Linked DNA regions of Sus scrofa: region 2 is linked to region 1. Evidence: chromatin contacts called from public HiChIP or PLAC-seq data. All regions are on one chromosome and are shown on one strand. Each heading gives the region's core, a stretch centred on a gene start, on an enhancer-like site or on the middle of the called end of the contact. The rest is flanking DNA. Distances are from core to core; before and after follow the strand shown. Region 1 has its middle 350 kb from the start of PID1. Region 2 overlaps DNER (delta and Notch-like epidermal growth factor-related receptor).

Region 1 (3,390 bases), core at 467-2,966:
TACTGAGTTTCAGTTTAACTACAATTTCAGAGACCAGCATTATGGGCTTCTATTATTTATCTATTTGTGTTGTGATAAAACTGGGATTCATAAACAGACAGGCCGTATACATATCAAACTTACTTTATTGTCTTGGTTCAGTTCTACTTCAGAAGTTGAAAATCAAATCCGAAAGAGAAAGATTGTCTTCCAGAGGTCATTGTTTAATCTTCATTCATCTGGCAGAGATCATTTTCTCTCTGTGCCTTTCATTCTAGAAATTAGGCAGAAGAAAAAGGATTCTTCCAACTGTTCTGGGATTCTCTTTCTTTTGCTTTTTTTTTTTTTTTTTCATTTCCATCAGTTGTTTTGGCAAGTCAGCTACATGAGTACTCTCTCAATTCCAAATGGAACAATCGTTTGTACTTTGATGTTGAACATCAGCAGATTCTAAAGTAATAAGTAGCAATGGACATACAACAGTACTCTGGGTAGTAATTGCTCAGATCTCTGTAGGTTTTGTGTTGTTTTTTCACAGACTAGCAAACTGGGTTGTGCAAAGTCTCGCAAACCTGGAAGAGAAAACTAATTGTCAAACTAAGCAAGCATCCTGAAACTCCTCTGTCCCCACTCCATCTCTGACTCCCTATCAGAGGAAGAAGACAAATCCTGGAATAATTCTAAAATAAGAGCCCAAAAGGGAATTCCCGTAGTGGCTCGGTGGTTAACAAAACTGACTAGCATGCATGAGGATTTAGGTTTGATCCCTGGCCTTGCTCAGTGAGTTAAGGATCTGGCATTGCTGTGAGCTGTGGTGTAGGTTGCAGACACCGCTCAGATCCTGTGTTGCTGTGGCTGTGACATAGGCCAGCAGCTACAGCTCCAACTTGACCCCTAGCCTGGGAACCTCCATATGCTGCAGGTGCGGCCCTGAAAAAAGCAGAAAACAAAACAAAAAGCCCAAGAGAAGTAGGTTTGGGGTTTTCAGGTGGTTTCCCAAGAAAGTCTCAGTTTTAGAAATGACCTGATACTTAGTTGTTTCATCAAATGGGATTTTAGTATTTGCTTTATTGACAAGGCAGCTTTGCAGATTAAAAAAGAAAAATAAAAAACCCAGCCCTGGACATAACCACAAAGTTTAGCCTGTAAATAGCCCTAGTGCCAACCCTGTTTGAGATCTCTGAGAGAACATCATTTTTCTTTTCCCAAGCTACAGCAGAAAGACTAGAATGTTCTGAGGGGCAGAGTCAATAGTCCCATTACTTTCATTAAAATGAATTTACAGGTATTTATTAAGTACCTAACCATGTTTCTAAAACCATTCTACATGATGGAAATACAGTCCTAATAAAAACAAATCCTTTACATTCTAGTTGGAGGGACGTAAACAATAAACAATAAAACCTAAGATATTTTAAATGGTAATAAGTGCTCAAGAAGGAAAAATCACACCAAGGAAGAGGTTTATAGGATATTAGTGGTCTGTGGGCAACATTTGAGACAGGATGGGTTGGGAGCCTTCCCTGGACAGGGACTTTTGAGTACAGCCTGAATTCTCACCAAGGTGAAGGGACTCAATGGGTGTCAGCAGGAGAGTGTTCCATGCAGAGGAAACAGCCAGAGAAGGAGTGACCCTGGAGTGCTCTGGCAACAGTAAGGAGGTGTGATGGCCATGAAAACGCCCTGCTTGGATTCCCTGCTGGGAAGGCAATAGTTGGCTACAGCCGCAGCTGCCATTCCCCCTGGATGGGGAATGTGATTCCTTTCAGCCACTGGCCAGGAGCAGCACTGGGGAGTGTGGCCTCAGCGTGAACATGGTGGTGCGTCCAGGCTGAGGATTCCTCTCATCATAACTTTGAGGACTTGGGAGGCTTCCCCATCAGCCCGGCCACTATTCAGGTGACACTATTCTAACATTCCTTTCCTGTATATGGCACTCCCTGTGTCATGGTACGGAAAACCCTGCCCACCTTCCCACTTCCTCCTCTTAGTTCCCTGGCATTTTGAGAACTGCAGAATTCTCTGCAGACCCATATCAACTCTGCCCAAAGCCTTGCATGAAGAGACTTGACCAAACTTGAGCAGGACTCCTAGCAACATAGGCTGTGTCTCTAAGATGACCCCCGCCCACCAATGCCGGCCTGATAAAGCTCAATACCACTGGGAACATTCACTCTTTCCTCTAGCCAACATCTGAGGACATGCCCTTTCTTAGATTTACTGGAAAGGGCTTACAGCCATGATGATGTATCTTGCACAACTAGAAGCATCTTTCTCAAAGCTGGGAGAGCCATTCCTTTGAAAGACTACCCTTAGGAAAGATCAGGCCTTTGCCTCCCAGGCGCTGTGGGGGATAGAGTCCTGACTTAAGTAGTTATTGGCTAGCAAGCATAGCTGGCCTAATCACATATACACTAACCCTTTGTGATTTTTTCACTTCTCTGCCTCTGTTGAGACCCAGCTTCCCTCTCTCTTTTACTCTTCCACCACCCCCCCTTTTCTTTTCTTTTTCTTTTTTTTTTTTTTTTTGGTCTTTTTAGGGCACACCTGCAGCATACAGAAGTTCCCAAGCTAGGGATGAATTGGAGCTGCAGATGCTGGCTGATGCCACAGACACAGCAACATCATCCAAGCCACATTCTTGACATACCCTGCAGCTAGTGGCAACACTGGATCCTTAACGAACTGAGCGAGGCCAGGGATTGAACCCACATCTTCATGGATACTAGTCACATTCTTAACCCACTGAGCCACAACGGGAAATCCTCGTTCATTCTCACTTTAAAATGCTCAAAACGTTCTGAACAATTCAGACTGGGCTTCAGCTATTTCCCTTACTGTCAGCAGTTACTGAATAAATTCCGTTTTCATCACTTTAATTAATGTTCAGCTACACTTATCTTTGACAATTTCTACTAGTAAATCTCTTGTCCATCTCGTTCCATCTCGATGCCTGTTTCTTGGAGAAACAAAACTAACATAGGAGTCCATTCTGGCTGGAGTCTCTGAAAGTGGACTAGGGATGGATGGGTGGATGAAGCCAAGGAGGCAGGAGTGGATAAGGTCATGGTTGGACTGGAACTTTTATTTTGAGTGCGATGAGGAAGAAATAAAGAGTTTTGAGTAGAGAAAGGACATGATCTGCCTTTTCTTTCTTTCTTTCTTTCTTCTTTCTTTCCTTTTTTTTTAAGGATCCCTCTGGCTGCTTGGCATGCACAAGGTCAGGAATCCCAAGAGAAGCCTGTCATAATAACCAACAGGAGGGGTGGCTTGCATCCAGCTGGTGTTAGTAGGGGTGATAGAAAATGGTCATACTCTAGATACGCTTTGAAAACAGAACTAAAAACATCTGCTGATGGAACAAATGTGGACTGTGGAAGTAAAAGAAGGTCAATAGAGAAAATCAGGTCA
Region 2 (3,390 bases), core at 367-2,866, 570 kb after region 1:
CTGGTCGGGTTCATTAACTGCTGACCCATGATGGGAACTCCCTATGAGGGCAATTTTTATCTTTATTATTCCAAACTTATATATCTTTTGCCTATATTATCATCACCAGAGGGAGGTAAAATTTAGATTCTTTATAATTATCTAAAGCTTTATAATTACCTTTTTAAAATTATAACGTTTTTTATAATTATCTATAAACTTTTAGTTCAAAACTACTTAAGGGCATCCTTTCTGTTCCTGACTTTTTATCCACACTCCACCATATATTTATCTTCACAAATAGGATTTTAAAATTACAAATAGATACTTCTCTGCCCCCAAGGCATGGAACTTGTCATTTCTCAACTAAATTCAGCCACATGGTAAGCGCCATGCCCAGGGCAAGGACAGAGGTCCTGTTTGCCTACATCTGGGATCCTTTTCACCAACAGATCTCACCAGACTGGACTTAACACCCTATACCTACTTAAGTCTTAATATTCTATGTCAAATCACAGCCCTTCGCATTTGCACCGCTGGAATCCCTCTCCTTCCTTTTTTTTTCAACAAGAAGAGTATTTTTCGCCCCACTGTGAGCAAGGACAGTTGATCCTAAGACCATTCTGCAGGGAAGTATTTGGAAAGGTTGAGGGGAAGACCTAAAAGGAATTATCCTCTTCCCCGCTCAAGCTCTGGGCCAAGATGAAAGACAAAGTGTGAGCAGAGAAGAGCCCAAATAACACCTCCAGTACTGGTCAAGCTGCTGTTGAAGACTGTGGTCCATATTTGCAGATAAGAAGAGTTCCTGATACTGGCCACTCCCTGACCTCAGACACACACACACACACACACACACACACTAGGCATTAGACCAGCTCACTTTGCCATAGGCTGTGCTGGGCCACCAGTGAGGGGCCTGCTCTTGAAACACATAGAGCATGGAAGAGAAGAAGCAGCCGCAGGCCAGCCCAGGAAGGAGACAGACAGTGCTATGTAGACCTAGCTGCCTCCTTCCAAACTCACACAGCAGATGAGCTGGCTTTGCCCGTGAGGAGTAGGAGGCAAGAGGGCCCAGGAGGGAGCTGTTATGAAAGATTCAAACCCACCTGCTCTAATTAAAATGAGAGGAAAACACCTTTTACAGTTAAATTTTCAGCAGTTGACAAAACAACGAAAACTCAATTCCAGGGCAGTTCTCCTTTTCAACTCCCTCCCAATAGAGACATTATTTTAGTATAAAAAATCCCCATCCTGACACTGTCAAACCTCGTGGCTCCGTCTTTAGAGAACACTTCACTCCAAGCCCCTTAAAATGCTTTTTAGGTTTTCTTTTACACTCATCCTCACTGGACTTTTCTCCAGGCAACTGATGGAAATGAATACGTCTGAAGACACTTGAAGACATAACCGCAAAGTGAATTTACATTCTGCGTGTGTTTTGTTTTGTTTCGTTTTACTCTTTCAACACAAAGACGCTCTTTCTTGATACGATGCTAATGTTTCTCAGCTACGCACATTTTTGGCTCTCTTAGCAGCTGTGACCTCTGGATGACATCTGCATCTTCTCATCCCGGTGGAAAGACTGGATTCATAGAGCGAGTGGGAGCTGAATAAGGCAGTGAGCAAAAGTCTTCTGCTGGGACTCGGAGGTGCGGGTGACACGAGGTCCCCCCAGGGCCTCACCGCCTCGTCTACGAGGACTGGCTGGGTGCCACTGGCATCCTCTGCTTGTTGAATGAAAATGTAATGGCAAATAACAGTGACGGAGCTGCAGAAATACTTACGGATTTCACAGTTTGCTCCCACCCAGCCATGTGGGCAGTGGCAGGTATACCCATTGGGCTGGTCCAGGCAGGTCCCGGCGTGATGGCAGGGGTTACTGTCACATTCATTTATGTCGATGTCACAGTCTTCGCCTGAGGAGATTAAGAAAGGAGGCGGTGAGCCAGCTAGCTGCCCCAACGGCTCTGGCCCCCCCATCACTTCTCCGGCTAAGCCAAGCTCTGAGGCTGGGGTCCTGATCTCCAGCAATGCAGCCCAATTTGCTGTTTGCAATAAAGTGTCAAACCTCTCCCCAAATTCCAGACAAAGGATCCCCTATTGAAGTAAAACTAAAAAAGAAAAAACACGGCACCCGTCAAAAGACTCTCCTTTAATCCATTGAATTAGTTATCTGAAGCTGAGTCCTATGTCTGAATAAACCTTTCAAGGTTTACCGGAAAAACAAACTCGGGTTCCTGATTTTATTAAAGAAATCCATTTTGTTTTGGATTTAGTCAGTTGAATTGTCTGATTTTATTTTTCTGAGACTCCGGAAAGCCAAAAACTCACAGTTTATGATTTTTTGTTTGTTTGTTTTGGTAGCCAAGTGTCTGATTGTGTGAGTCTGGACATTTGGCTGTTTTCTGGATAGTTCTAGGGCCCAGCTGTGTGCCTAGCCTGAGTCAATGAGGAAAATATTCTCCTCTTGCCAAATTCCTGGATCTGCTTCTGGGAGGGACTGACATCCTCAGGGGGGACATTAAATCCACCTAAAGAAGGACAGTTGTGACTTCTGGGGTGAGCCCAGCTGCAGGGAGCTTGAGTCTGCTCCAGCCTGTCCGTCTCCCATAATGCAATCTGTGACTTGGGGCTCCTGATCATACGACACCCAGCATGCGGGGGGCACCCTTGTCCCCTCCCCACCAAGAAAGCCTGATTTAAACTAACAGATCAGAACACAGGCAGAAGTCACCATGGTCCAAAGACCAACAGCTTGTTATTAGAAATGAGACAAACAAAACCATCTTCATGTGATTTTTAAAGCCATGTGATGAGTCAATACAAAATGTGCACTCCTCTTAAAGACATCACAGCAAAGCTAAACAGAGGGTACGTCAAGCTGCGGCACTCTTTCTTAAAAGTTTGAAAACAAGAAAAACAAAATTGCAAATACACCTCCATTTGCTTAAATGTAAAAAGTGATTTTTAAAAAATCTCCTTGCTCTGCTATAGTCATAGTTAAAGCAAAAGAGCAAAATCAAATATCTTGTCCATTTTCAAAGGCAATGTTTTGGTGTCTCCTTCGGAAATTTCTTCTAGGTTCACTTACTTAGTTTTAAAGGGCTCTTAATCTGCCGTTGGTTTACCTTGTGTTTACAAAACCACCATACGTCACTCACAGACCATTTCAGAGGTGGCATCTCAAACTAAAATGTTTCGTGTCTATTTCATTTCACACTTTTTTTCATACCTGGCATCTGACTATTTTATTTTTAAAGTAAAATCTGTCAAATGAAACATTTACTACGTCCAGGGCCTACCCGGTTGGAAATAATTCAGTAGTGTCTAAGTGAATTTGTTTCCTGCAATAAATATAGTCATTTATGTCAATAGGGAAAAAAAAAACGTGAAATTGATTGCCTCTTGCTA

Evidence for each region. HiChIP or PLAC-seq counts read pairs in DNA pulled down with a chosen protein or histone mark.
Region 2: a contact with region 1 is called in an H3K27ac HiChIP or PLAC-seq map of skeletal muscle, with 10 times the contacts expected there. The contact joins two enhancer-like sites. A contact is called at or near these places in 1 of 47 Hi-C or Micro-C datasets (heart right ventricle) and 1 of 2 datasets of contacts at active chromatin or transcription factors (skeletal muscle).

The regions. Positions count from the first base shown.
Region 1 is chr15:129,863,970-129,867,359 of Sscrofa11.1, forward strand. No RefSeq gene overlaps it. Among named protein-coding and RNA genes, the nearest start is that of PID1, 350 kb to the right of the region's middle. Within about 2 kb of position 1,717, at least 10 of the 83 cell types and tissues checked have an H3K27ac peak or open chromatin away from gene starts, as enhancers often do. A contact at or near this core is called in skeletal muscle, where this site is marked.
Region 2 is chr15:130,431,590-130,434,979 of Sscrofa11.1, forward strand. It overlaps DNER (delta and Notch-like epidermal growth factor-related receptor), which reads right to left. Exons shown (of 13, transcript XM_021076495.1): 11 at 1,764-1,895. Among named protein-coding and RNA genes, the nearest start is that of PID1, 220 kb to the left of the region's middle. Within about 2 kb of position 1,617, at least 12 of the 83 cell types and tissues checked have an H3K27ac peak or open chromatin away from gene starts, as enhancers often do. A contact at or near this core is called in skeletal muscle, where this site is marked.